Regions from separate parts of the Zea mays genome. Here region 1 is linked to region 2. Evidence: chromatin contacts called from public Hi-C data. All regions are on one chromosome and are shown on one strand. Each heading gives the region's core, a stretch centred on a gene start, on an enhancer-like site or on the middle of the called end of the contact. The rest is flanking DNA. Distances are from core to core; before and after follow the strand shown.

Region 1 (6,251 bases), core at 1,360-3,859, 280 kb before region 2:
TGTGACACTACCAATAGGAACGTCGCCAACAGTTAATACCTATTTTGTAGCCAAATACATAGCATTCAAATCTAACATATATGGCTCTTTAGTTAGAGGATGCATACCATCAAACAAAAGTAAAAAGTAGAAAGTTGGTAAGAGAAATCTAATTGAGAGACATCACAGTAGAATATTGGAGAAAATGAAGTCAAAGTCAAGAGGGTATGGGTAGGTTGCATAATACCTGAGTTTCCCAAGAACAATACCAAATTCATTTGCACGTGCTAAACCAATATCATCAGGCGATATTATTTCATATGTTCCTTTATATTTAAGCATCCCATCCTGTAAAAAATATGATAAAGCAAAAGAAAAGTGAACATGAATAACTATTCCAATCTATAACCAACACAGTTTATAATTATCATACATCATTGAGATCAACAGTTAGACAGTTATATATATGATGCAAGGTGAAGCCATGATTGATCCATCACAAAGCAAAGGTGAAAATAATCATCTAAAAGTTGAGAAAAAATTACCAAAGAAGCGAAAAGGATCAATGCTAAGGATTTCGAAACAACCAACCCACCACAACTGCAATCCCAAAAGGTTCATGGCAGCAAAGAGGCTGAATATGTTTACCTGATGAATTCCACTTTCATGGGCAAAGGCATTGGCACCAACAATAGCTTTATGTGGTTGTACATGAAGTCCACTGTGCTCTTGTACCTAGAATAATTAGAGCATTTGCGCCAGAAATTTCAGTCATCTGAAAAATTCAAACGAGGTAGAAAAAGGAAACAAACAAGGACAATCATTGTACCATTTTGCTTGTCAAAGTAATATGTTGGGAATTTATTCCCGTATATAGACCATCTAAGAGCTCCCCACGACATTTAATTGCCATGACAACCTGAACAGGAGATCAGAAATATTAGGCATGCAAAAACACTCTATCAAGTATCAAGTCAATTCAGATTCCTTTCGAAAATCCATCATAAATTACTTCATAAGGTATATCATCATATAATATGGCAAGTACATGAGCTCACCTCTTCCAATGAAGCATTTCCAGCCCTTTCACCAATACCATTAATAGTCACCTCTAACTGTCGTGCTCCTGCATGAGCACCCTAAAGTGTAAGTCAAATTAGTAACCCGGTTAAAGATTAAACCAATGATAATAAAATAGAATCAAATAAGGAGAAGGTATGTACCGCTAATGTGTTGGCAGTTGCAAGGCCAAGGTCATTCTGGCAATGAGTGGAAATAATGGCATTTTCAATTCCAGGAGTGTTTTCCTTTATGTCAGAAATTAACTTCCCAAATTCATAAGGAAGAGTGTATCCGACAGTATCTGGGATATTAAGAGTGGTTGCCCCAGCTTTTATGACTTCCTCCAGTATATGGTACAGGAATTCTCGATTTGACCTGGATGGTAATTGGGAAACTGAAATCTATCAGGCCGCAGCCTTAAGCGCATCAGGGGAAAACAGATCCTTTGTCTGTGAATTAGTACAAAGGTTTAAGGGCATCCTAGGATGATCTAACATTTTGCATTCCATTTGCGCAAGTAAACCGGCCAGACCAAACAAGATAAAACTGCAATAAAAATATTCTGTTCTGTAACTCTCATTTTCCTTTCTGTATTTACCCTTCTGTATCTACACCCCCTCTTGTTTCCTCAAGCAATAAAAATACTGTAGGCCCCCCTACAATAACTTCTACTTCAGAAAAAAAAAACAAGATAAAACTGCAAAGAGATGCACCTGCCGGCATCCTCAGGGCTGAACTCGACATCGGCGCACCCAAGGCTGCGTGCGTACGCCACCATCTCCCTGGCAACGGCGACGACCTGGTCGGGCGTCTTCCTGAGCTTGTGCTGCATGTGGATCTCGCTGGTGGCGATGAAGGTGTGGATCCTGGGCCTCCGCGCGTGCCTGACGGCCTCCCACGCGGCGTCGATGTCCCTCCTGTTGCAGCGCGAGAGGCCGCAGATGACGGGCACGTGGGCGCCCCCGTCGTCCCCCGGCGGCGGGTTGCCGACCTCGATGGCGATGGAGCGCACGGCGTCGAGGTCGTCGGGGGAGGAGGCCGGGAACCCGGCCTCGATGACGTCGACGCCGAGGCGGGCCAGCTGGCGCGCGACGACGAGCTTCTCGGCGCTCGTCATGGTGGCGCCCGGCGACTGCTCCCCGTCGCGGAGCGTGGTGTCGAAGATGCGCACGTAGTTGGGGTCGTCGATGCGGTTCGGCACGTACTCGGGCCGCCGCCGGGGAGGCTGCGGCTGCGCCCGGGTGCGCTGGGCCAGCGCGCGGAGGCGGACGGTGCTGGAGGACGCGTTGCCGGCGGCGGAGAGGCCATAGGCTGAGTGCCGGGCGCGGGGGGATACGGCGGCGGCGCGGACGGAGATGCAGGGGGACGGGCCGGACGGCGAGCGGTGGGCGGCGGGGGTGGGCGGTTTGGCGGTGGTGGAGCAGTAGGGTTTAGCGTTGAAGGCCATGGTTGGTGGTCGTCGGGGTTTAGGAAGGGGTGGTCGCGCGGCGGCGCTGGCGGGGATCTTGTGTTAAAGTCAGTGGATGCGCGAAATGTGTATGTGAGTGATCTGGAAAAGGAGAGGAGTCCGACGACATGTCAGTCACAGTCAGTCAGCAGGGAATGGAGAATATATCCGGATCCGGACGGGTGGTGGTTTCGTAGGCGCCACGGAGCGGAGCTGGCTGACACGAGCACGGCGGCTGCGGTGAGGAAGAGGAAGACAAAAATGTTGGAAATTACTGGTGCTTAGGATCGTTTCCTAAGTCCCTAGAATACCAATCCGTGTCTAAAATACCTCGATGATGAGTAGATCTATTCTACTGAGGGGTATAGTTTAACATACTGTCGTTGTTGTTCCTAGCCATCATTGCGGCGGCGTCTTGCAGCGAAGACCCGCCTCCTCCTTCTTGTCGATCTCCCTGCTGGTGTCGAGGAGATTGGTTTCCGTCGTTGATCGGCGGTGGATCAGCTCCTCCAATGTTGCCTGCAGGGGGAATCTCAGATCCTGATGGGATAACGGGGATCTGAGACATAGTCACAGCGATTCCAGTCACTCCGAGCGCCTAGGGGATCGGTTCCTCTCAAAGTGTCGATTAGGGTTTGTGGTCGAGCGATTAGCGTTAGCTAAACCCGTCGGCCCCCTTAATCTATTTATATGGCGTCGTGTGACCGGGGGCTGCAACCAACGGTTAGGATAGCCCCCCCGATCAGGGGCGCGGTTAGACGGTTAGGATTAACCCTACCCCGGTTACTGTTAACCGGCTAGTGTAGAGGACACATCCTAACAATCTCCCCTTTGTTCTCTACATATCTCACACTCAAACTTTTATTAATTCCGTCCTTTAACAAGTTTACACATAGAGACCAATGTGTGACAATGATCTATTAAGTATCACCGCACTCATTGACTACAACATGCTCCCCTGCTTCAGAACGAAAGATTTTACTAGGTTGCAATCTGTAGCCCCTGTGATTCTAGATCATAGGTACTCCCTTAATCCCATGCCGGCTGCGTGCTTACTAAACACGCTGGGTGGAAGACCTTTTGTGAGCGGATCCGCAAGCATCTGATGGGTTCTTATATGCTCAACTTGAATGGTGTGATCCAGAATCTTCTCCTTAACAATATAACACTTAATGTCAATGTACTTGGCAGAGCCACTTGACTTATTGTTATGGGAGAAAAATACCGCTGGCTCGTTGTCGCAGTAAATTCTCAGTGGTCGCTCTATGCTATCAACCACTCTTAATCCGGGTACGAATTTCTTTATCCATATCGCCTGTCCAGTTGCCTCATACGTAGCTACAAACTTAGCGTGCATTGTCGACGATGCTCTCGCTGTCTGTTTGCAGCTCTTCCAAGAAATAGCTCCCCCAGAAAGCATAAAGACATACCCTGAAGTGGACTTCAGTGTATCTCTACACCCTCCCCAGTCGGCATCTGCATAGCCAACTATTTGTAGGGAATTAGATCTTCTGTACGTAAGCATGAGACCTTTAGTACCTTGAAGGTACCTTAGAGCCTTCTTGACTGCTTTCCAGTGTTCTATGCCTGGATTCTTCTGATAGCGTCCAAGCATCCCGGTGGTAAAAGCTAAGTCAGGGCGAGTACATACTTGAGCATACATAATGCTTCCGATAGCTGAAGCATATGGTGCTGACTTCATCTTGTTTTTCTCATACTGATTCTTGGGACACTGATATTCCCCAAACTTATCACCCTTAACTATTGGACCAGGCGAGGCATTACACTTGTGCATATTATACCTCTTTAGTACATTTTCTATATATGACTTCTGTGAGAGTCCTAATACTCCCTTTTGTCTGTCTCTGTGAATTTCTATTCCAAGAACATAAGAGGCTTCTCCCATGTCTTTCATATCAAAATTCGAGGAAAGAAACCCTTTTGTTTCCGCTAGTAGATCCTTATCACTACTAGCTAAGAGTATGTCATCGACATACAGAACAAGGAAGATATACTTTCCTTTTCTAAATTTTGCATAAATGCAATTGTCTTCCTTGTTTTCCTCGAAACCAAACTTTCTTATAGTCTGATCAAACTTGATGTACCACTGTCTGGAGGCCTGTTTTAATCCATAAATGGACCTCCTCAAGTGACATCCCATGTGTTCTTTACCGCTCACAACAAAACCCTTTGGTTGTGCCATGAACACGTTTTCTTCTAACTCTCCATTTAGGAATGCTGTCTTTACATCCATCTGATGGAGCTCTAGATCAAAATGAGCAACTAGTGCCATTATAATCCTGAATGAATCTTTTGTTGAGACAGGTGAGAAGGTTTCATGGTAGTCAATGCCTTCTCTCTGTGTGAACCCTTTGGCCACAAGTCTAGCCTTGTATCTTTCTATGTTCCCTCTGGAGTCACGCTTTGTCTTGTAGACCCATTTACAGCCTACTGTTTTGGCTCCATGGGGAATGACTTCTAAGTCCCAAACTTTGTTCATTCTCATGGATTCTAATTCATCTTCCATGGCTGATAACCATTTGGATGAATTTGCACTTCTCATAGCAGCTTCATATGTAGTGGGATCACCTTCTGTATCAATGTCCTCACTCATATGAATCTCATCACATTCTATGTTTTCTGCTGCATAGGTTTCATAGTCATCAGGAATCGCAGATTTTCTGAGTCTCTGTGACCTCCTGAGACTTGGTTCTGGTTCTGGGTCAGATTCTACCTGGGGCTCCTGCAATGGTGCGTCACTTGGCGCAACACTATCATCATCTTCTGAACTGTCCTGTGCAACTGGCTCAGGGCCAATATGCGCAGAAGGTGAAGCTACTTGCTCTGTAGTAGTTGCACTAGATGATGCCACATTTGCAGCAGGGGTTTCACCCACAGTCGGAGTGACTGTTGGTGGAACCACAGTGGGTATCGAGAAGTATGGTTCTTCAACCATCGGAAACGGGACATACATCCTCTTTTCCTGAAGGTCAACCTCTCTGAGTACCTTACTCCCCTTGATCATGTCATCCTCTAAGAAAATGGCATGTCTGGTTTCTATGAACTTGGTTTGTCTGTTAGGGCAGTAGAATCTGTAACCCTTCGATCTGTCAGGGTAGCCAATAAAATGGCAGCTAGTGGTTCTCTCATCTAGCTTTCCCTGTCCAGGATTAAATATTCTAGCTTCTGCTGGACAACCCCATATATGGAAGTAGTTGAGCGTGGGTTTTCTGCCAGTCCACAACTCATATGGAGTTCTAGCCACTGATTTACTAGGAACTCTGTTGAGTATATGCATAGCGGTTTTTAAAGCCTCCATCCATAGACCCAATGGCAGGTTAGAGTAACTTAGCATACTCCTTACCATATCCATTAGCGTTCTGTTACGCCTTTCGGCAACCCCATTCTGTTGTGGTTCGCCAGGTGTTGAATATTGAGCAACAATATCGTTTTCTCTTAGGAACCTCGCGAAAGGTCCTGGGACCTGGCCATACTCGGTATGGCGCCCATAGTACTCCCCCCCACGATCTGATCGAACAATCTTTATCTTCAAATCGTGTTGATTCTCTACTTCAGCCTTGAACTGTTTAAACTTGTCTAAAGCTTCTGATCTTTCCTTAATAGGATAAATATAACCGTAGCGAGAGTAGTCATCTGTGAAGGTTATGAACGAATTAAACCCATCTACTGTCCTAACTGGAAAAGGACCACAGATATCTGTATGAATAATTTCTAACACTCTCGTACTATGCTTAGCATCTTT
Region 2 (6,918 bases), core at 1,951-4,450:
CTAAGTTATTACTGCATACTGTCAACAGTAAGCTCTATAATTAATCGTTTCACTCGATCAGAATGTCCACATCGTCGACTTCGCGGGGCCTACGGCGCAGCCATGGCAGTGGCTGAAGCTCCTGCACGACTTCAGCCGTCGCCCAGGCGGGCCGCCGCACCTGCGCCTCACCATCGTCCACGACGACCGGGACCTCCTCGCCGCCATATCGGCGCGGCTGACCGAGGAGGCCGAGGAGCTGGACGTGCCATTCCAGGTGCACCGCGTCGTGGGCAAGATCGAGGCGCTGGACCCCAGCGACCTGCACGGCGTGCTCAGGCTCCGGTCCGGCGAGGCGCGCGCGGTCGCGTGCACGCTGCAGCTGCACCGCCTGCTCGCGGTGGCCGACGACGACGACCACCCGGCGGGCGGCGGCGCCACCCTCAGCGCCGGCCACCGCTCCAGCCGGACGGCGAGCGTCGCCGTCTCGCGGCTGCAGCGGATGGCGTCCACGTCGTGCCCGCCGAGCGACGTCGACGACAGCGGCAGCCCCGCCACGCCGCTGGGCTTCGTCTCCCCGCCGCCGTCCACGCCACCGCCGCCGCAGCAGCAGCGCCAGACGCCGCCGGCGCTGGCGAGCTTCCTGGCGGCGGTGGCGCGCGCGCTGGCGCCCGCGGTGGTGGTGGTCACGGAGCAGGAGGCCGGCCACGGCGGCGTCTCCTTCCGCGAGCGCTTCGGCGAGGCGCTGGGGTACTACGCCGCCGTGTACGACTGCCTGGACGCGGCCGCCGAGGCGTACCGCAGGCCCGCCGCCGAGCGGGCGGAGGTGGAGCGCGCGGTGCTGGGCGAGGAGATCCGGGACGTGCTGCTGCGGGCCGGCGCGCATGGAGCTGGGCGGGTTCAGGAGCGTGGCGCTGAGCTACGGCGCGATGAGGGCGGGGAACGACGTGCTGGACAGGTGCGGCCTCAGCGGGTGCGCGGCGACGGAGAGCAGGGAGCAGGGCGGCTGCCTGCTCTTGTGCTGGAGCTCGTGGCCACTCTACTCGGTGTCGGCGTGGCGGCCGGACGCATCAGGCTCGTCGGGAGCTGATGACAGCGCCGAGCCAAGCAGCGATGGGGCCTCCTACGCGACGTAGTTTTGAGGAGAGATGCTGGTGTGCTGATCCATGTCGATTCAGTCGAGGGACATTGGAGCTGTGATTAAAATAGGTGTGGCGGCCGGACACAGGCATGGTGTCATGGAGATGATGATGGGTGGGTGGAACAAGATTACAAGGGTGTTTGACAACACGAACGGACAAAGACCCTAGTATTTGCAGGCTTATTCAAGCGATAGTATGTATGATTCAATTTTCCACGAAGTTCGTTTGAAAATGGGAACAACTCAAGTGCATATTGAAATTGGTCTTTCGTGGACGGAGTTTTTCTATATAAACAGAATCTGGTAATGACGATGATGTTGAACTCTTTCTTTCTTTCTTTCTTGCTTTGGTATCGTACATCATCACCATGTGTTGTGTTGGCAGGACTTTATGATCCGTTTGAGACAGGACCACCTTTTAAAAAGTGGTCAATTTGAAATTCACCATAAGCAGCTCTCCTACTGAATCTCGGATCCACCGGTGAACTGTTTCGGTACACAATAGCTACTGAACTTGGGATCCGCCAGCGAAGATGATGTGTTGCTCATCGGGCTCGCCGGAGTTGTCCCACGACAGATGCGACGAGTGCGGCGGCGGCGGCATCCCCGGAGCCATATTAGATAGTTTAACATTTCTATATTTTAACATTTTTCCAACCACACTAGAACTCGTATTCTCACATAGTACATATATATATCTTTTCATTGATGCAGCGATATTTTCTAGTAACTACTACATGTCCAGAGAGATGGATTGTTAGAGTGGATTCGGTGTAGATGTCTGTTCTTGCGAGTATATATATACTGAGTCGTGTGAGTCAGTGAGTGTGGTAAACCGGAGGAGGCAGTAGGAGCGGCCACGGCATCTGCACCGGCGCCGCCACGAGCTGTGGCAGCCTGCTGCTCCTGCTCCCACTCCCAGAAGAAGAAGCAGAGGCAGAGCCCCGGGAAGGCCACGGCCGCCACGCGGAGACCGAGTAGAGAGGGCGCCCGCGGCGGCACAGGAGGAGGCAACCTCCGACACCTCTGGTCTCGTACCCCCGCAGCCCGCACCTGCGCAGCGCCGCGTCCGCCTCCATCTTGGCCACGTAGCTGAGCGGCACGCCGGCGAACCCGGCGCCGGCCATGCGCGCGGCCCACTGGTGCAGCCGCTCGTGCCGCTCGCGCCGCTCGGGCCCGTCCCGCGCCAGCACGTCCCGGACCTCCTCCCAGAGCAGGACGCGCTCCACCGCCGCCCGCTCCTCGCCCGCCGCGCCCGCCGCGTCGTCCAGGGCCTCGAACACCGCCGCGTAGTGCTGCAGCGCCTCCTCGAACCGCGCCGCGAGCCCGCCGGCCACGTTGTCGCCGGCGTCCTGCTCCATCACGCACACCACCTTGGGCGACGCCGCGCGCGCCGCCGACAGGAAGCCCGCCAAAGGTGGCAGCAGCGCCGGCCGCGGGACGGCGGTCCACTGCGGGTGCGGCGACGACGACGACGACGCCTGTGCAGCGAACGGCGTCGTCGGGCTGGGGTCGGGGAGGCTCGTCTTGGCGGTCTCCGGGGGGCAGTAGTAGCACGCGACGTCGCCCGGAGGGTAGCATGAGCACGACGACGCCGCTCTTGGGCCAACACTCGGTCCGGTTCCAACAGCCGCGGCGGCCAGCTGCTGCTGGGTGTCGGTGTCGTCAACCGCGAGGAGGCGGTGCATCTGGAGGGCGCAGCTGAAGGCGCGCGCGTCGCCGGACCGCATGGCGAGGGCGTGGTGCAGGTCGCCGAGGTCCAGGGTCTCGAGCCGGCCCAGGACGGGGTGGAACGAGAACGCCATGTCCAGCGCCTCGGCTTCCCTGCGGAGCAGCGCCGCCGTGTGGGCCAGGAAGGCCTCGTCGTCGTGGACCATGGTGATACGGAGCTGCGGCGCCCCGCCCGGGCGGCCGTGGAAGGCGCGCATGAGCTTGAGCCATTGCCAGGGGTGAGCCGCCGGACCGGACAGGTCGATTACGTGCACGAACTGTGATCAAAGCAACGAAGCGAAATAGATGAAACATGGAGGGGAAAATGTAAATTTACTATTCATAAAATGAACATCCTTCTTGTTTTTTTAATAGATCGTGAATATTTTCGGGCCTAGTAACTCTAACGACCATTGCTATGGTGCAGGTGCGTGAAAGAGGCGAGGTTGGCGCGGAGATAGGGAACGCGACAAGGGCTACGTAATTTTGGCTATTCCTCCGTTGTCATTTATAATTTGTTTGAATGTTTACACTAAATTTTAAAAATATAATTATATTTAACTTTAATGTGACACCTCCATCTCAAAATATCAATCATTTTAACTCTTAATTTGTATGTCTATGTTTAAATGGATGATGATGATGAATACACATATAAAACAAATATTTTAATTATTGTATAAAATAATTAAAATGTAAAATGAATTTTATTTTAGGATGCAGGGAGTATTATTTATAATATACTTTAAAATATATTTTAAGTGTGACTTTAATTTTTTTTATTTTTTAATAAGATATGTTTGTAAACTTGATAAAAAGTGTAATATTACAACTCGCTAGCTGAAGGAGAACGAGCGACCGAATAAGCTATAAAAAAGGATCGGTTTGTTCTTTTTTACATATACCTTTCTCGATCTTTCAGCTATATATATAAAGTATAATATTTATTTTTATCAGTTTGATATCTGATATATGAACCATATATTCACTTTAATTTAAATTTATTTTTTATCGGTATATCAAATACGGTTTTTCGTCGTCGCAGTACACATGTCCATTGTACTAGTTTAACTCTAGTTGAGACTAATAACCTGAATTGAAGGTCGTTTCTCTGCCGGTGAAATATAGGTTGTATTTTAAATTTGCAAGAGGAGCTAGTTTTCTAACTCCAATTCCAGCGTACGGGTTCCTTTGGCCATATATATAGCACGAAAATTGTCTGCATCAAATCGTTACCGGGATTGAAAAAGAAACACATTTTAATCAGTCTGAAACGGACGACAGAATGCTTGGGAGAATCGGAATTCTGAAGTACAGTATATCGTATGACCTTTTCGTTCTCCATGGCGTCTAGGATGGCTCGGTTGATGGCGACGAAGGCCACCCTGAGCGCGGGCAGGAGCTTAAAGAAGGCGCAGCGGGCCGCGCGGACGGACTGGCGGTCGAAGTAGTCGCCGCACGAGTCGATGAGCGCGCCGCTGATGCCCCTGCCGGTGAAGCTGCCGATGAGGCGGCGCACCAGGCCGTCCGCCATGATCCTGGCCAGCCGCTGCGGCGGCCCGTCGCCCAGGGAGGCGAGCGCCGACACGCGCGCGAAGCAGCGGTTGGCGCCGCCGTCGAAGCGGCCGGCCGCGACGTGGGCCACGCACTCGCGCAGGGCCGCGGCCAGCTCGGCGTCGGCGTGGGACTGGGACGACTGGGGCTGGGACTGGGAGGCGTCGGCGGCGTGCATGGCTGCGCCGCCTACGGACGAGCGAGCAAAGGGGCAAAGGGCCAGTGAAGGCCTTGGAGGCTAGTGGGTGTCTGAGTTGTGAACTTGGGATCAGGCCTCTCCCGTTGTCGGCCGCGCGCCATTTATAGACGACTCCACTCGAGTACTACAAGGTCTGTAAAGCGTTTTCAATAATTTTTTTTTAAAAAAAAACTCTCACCGGTTTCAGTTTCCCGACAAAAAAAGCTAAAACCTAGAAAAACCGCACAGTTTGACATTTTAAACTTAAAAATTCAAAAAACGGTTACCAACCGGCGAAACTGTCCCACAGAAACCACCAAACTCTACCAAGAAACCAGTTTTCGTTGTTTTTCAAAAAAAACCAACCGGTTTATATTTTCAAATTCAAATAAAATGTTTTTGAAGATTTCTCGGCGAGAAACCGGTATTTTTTTTACCTTTTTTGTGTTTTAATAAAAAACACGAATTAATTTTAAAAATAAAATGAGATATACCAAAAGAATAGTTTTTTTATTATACTCTCTCCATCTACAAATATTTGTCGCTATAGTATTCATGCGGGTCAAACTTTCTTATGTTTAACTAGATTTATAGAATATATAGCCATTTGTATCTTCGAATATTTTATATATCCAAATATCTATCGAATGATACTAATTTTATATTATAAGTATTAAAGTTAAAATTGATTAACTCCCGGAAATAATCAATATTTATGGACGGATGAAGTAATTTTTTTAAATTTATAAAAAAACATTTATGAATTTTAAATAAAATAAATAAATAGCTCAAAACTATTCTGGGCCAGTCCGGTTTCAATAAACCGGACGGTTTACTGGGGTTTCCCGCCGATTTTGTTAACCCTCCTCCCCTCACATGGTCTGGTGCATGACAGTATGACACTTACACCATCTACATGAGTAACCATAACTACTCTCTTTCAAAATAGTTATCGTTATTAGCAATATTTATATTTAAATGTTAATATAGAATTTAAAATTATGTATAATAATAATTTTAAACGTGCACTATGAATATATATATATATATATATGTTTAATTTGAAAACAATTTATTTAAAAAAGGGCATAATAATAATAACTATTTTAGAAAACATGGACGACAATTATTTTAAGGACATATATAGTGGAGAGACATTAAAACGGTTCTTCAAGCATAAGAGATAATTAAAAGACTATATTTACAATTGAGTGTCTATAAATGTAGTCTATTAATAAATATAGAAGTAAATGTGTTTGTACACCATCGGATCGATAGAACAGACGACGAATTCATACAGTGAAAAGTAAAAAGTCTGTTGCTACTTGGTTACGCGAGCCAGAGACGTCTTTTAACAGAGAGACGTCTTCAAAAAAAATTATAAATACCCTCGTTGGACACCTTAAAAACCATCTATATTAAACATTATACTCCATACATGCCCTAAGATGAAAAGAGTAGGATGTGGAGGAGTCCACAAGGGCTGTTCATGGATGCATGCATGGGCGCCATTCGGGATGCTCTAACTTGAGGCTAAGGAGGCATTACAAAACTAACTTTAGACGGAGAAAAAAATTAGACAAACTATGAAAAGTTAGGGGCGATACAAACACGCCGGTAACTTAAGTCTTTAAAAACTAGTTTGGTAACCATATTTTTTAAGAGATTTCTATTAAGTAAATCTGTTTTTATTTAAGAAGAACTTCTTAATTGGGTAGTGGTGACATATTGAGAGCATGAAGGATGGCGATGTCTGGCTTTGGCATCTTGGAAGGGGCCGGCCGACGGCTGAGCACTAGTATATCCGTTTGGTGAGCTTCGGATGTTCCCTTTGGTACATTCGGATCCACTTCGGTGGACACGACAATGGACAAAGCTAGCTTTGGATGAGTCTCCATAGTCTATGGACGACTGCTGCTTGGCGTTTCCGGAGCTTCTTGTAAGCTTCAGCAAAGAAAATACCCACGCTTAGGTTTAAATGAACATGATTGTACTTAGGTGTTGACGTACAAGTGAATTACCAGCCCCTTTCCTGTGTCACTGTTAGTTTTCGGTTTCAGTTCATCGGTGCATATGACTCAGGTCATGTTTGTTCTGGATTATAAAAGTTAGATTATAGTGACAGGGTATAAAAGTAAAATATCACTTTGTGGTCATAAATTTAGATAATGAGATCTACCTTATATATAGTTCATGGAATCACTCTAGCATGCATCTAGGGCTGGATATCGTGGCTCGAGATAGCTCGTTAAGGTAATGAGCTAGCTCAACTCGATTCGTTAAACAATTGAGTCAGAAAATCAGCTCGGCTTGACTCGTTTGCGAGCTCGAGATGAATCCACAACAAAAAAATAAC

Evidence for each region. Hi-C and Micro-C count contacts between places; a contact is called where the count stands out from the background.
Region 1: a contact with region 2 is called in a Hi-C map of leaf mesophyll, with 2.2 times the contacts expected there. The contact joins the promoter of LOC100280189 here to the promoter of LOC100501406 in region 2. A contact is called at or near these places in 2 of 25 Hi-C or Micro-C datasets (ear and leaf mesophyll).

Annotation. Positions count from the first base shown.
Region 1 is chr4:192,724,622-192,730,872 of Zm-B73-REFERENCE-NAM-5.0, reverse strand. It overlaps LOC100280189, which reads right to left and starts at 2,609. Exons shown (of 12, transcript NM_001153121.1): 1 at 1,755-2,609; 2 at 1,203-1,416; 3 at 1,038-1,118; 4 at 809-898; 5 at 628-714; 6 at 227-327. The coding sequence starts at 2,488.
Region 2 is chr4:192,443,916-192,450,833 of Zm-B73-REFERENCE-NAM-5.0, reverse strand. LOC100501406 reads right to left here and starts at 3,200. Exons shown (of 1, transcript NM_001196131.1): 1 at 1,863-3,200. The coding sequence starts at 3,048. The coding sequence ends at 1,939.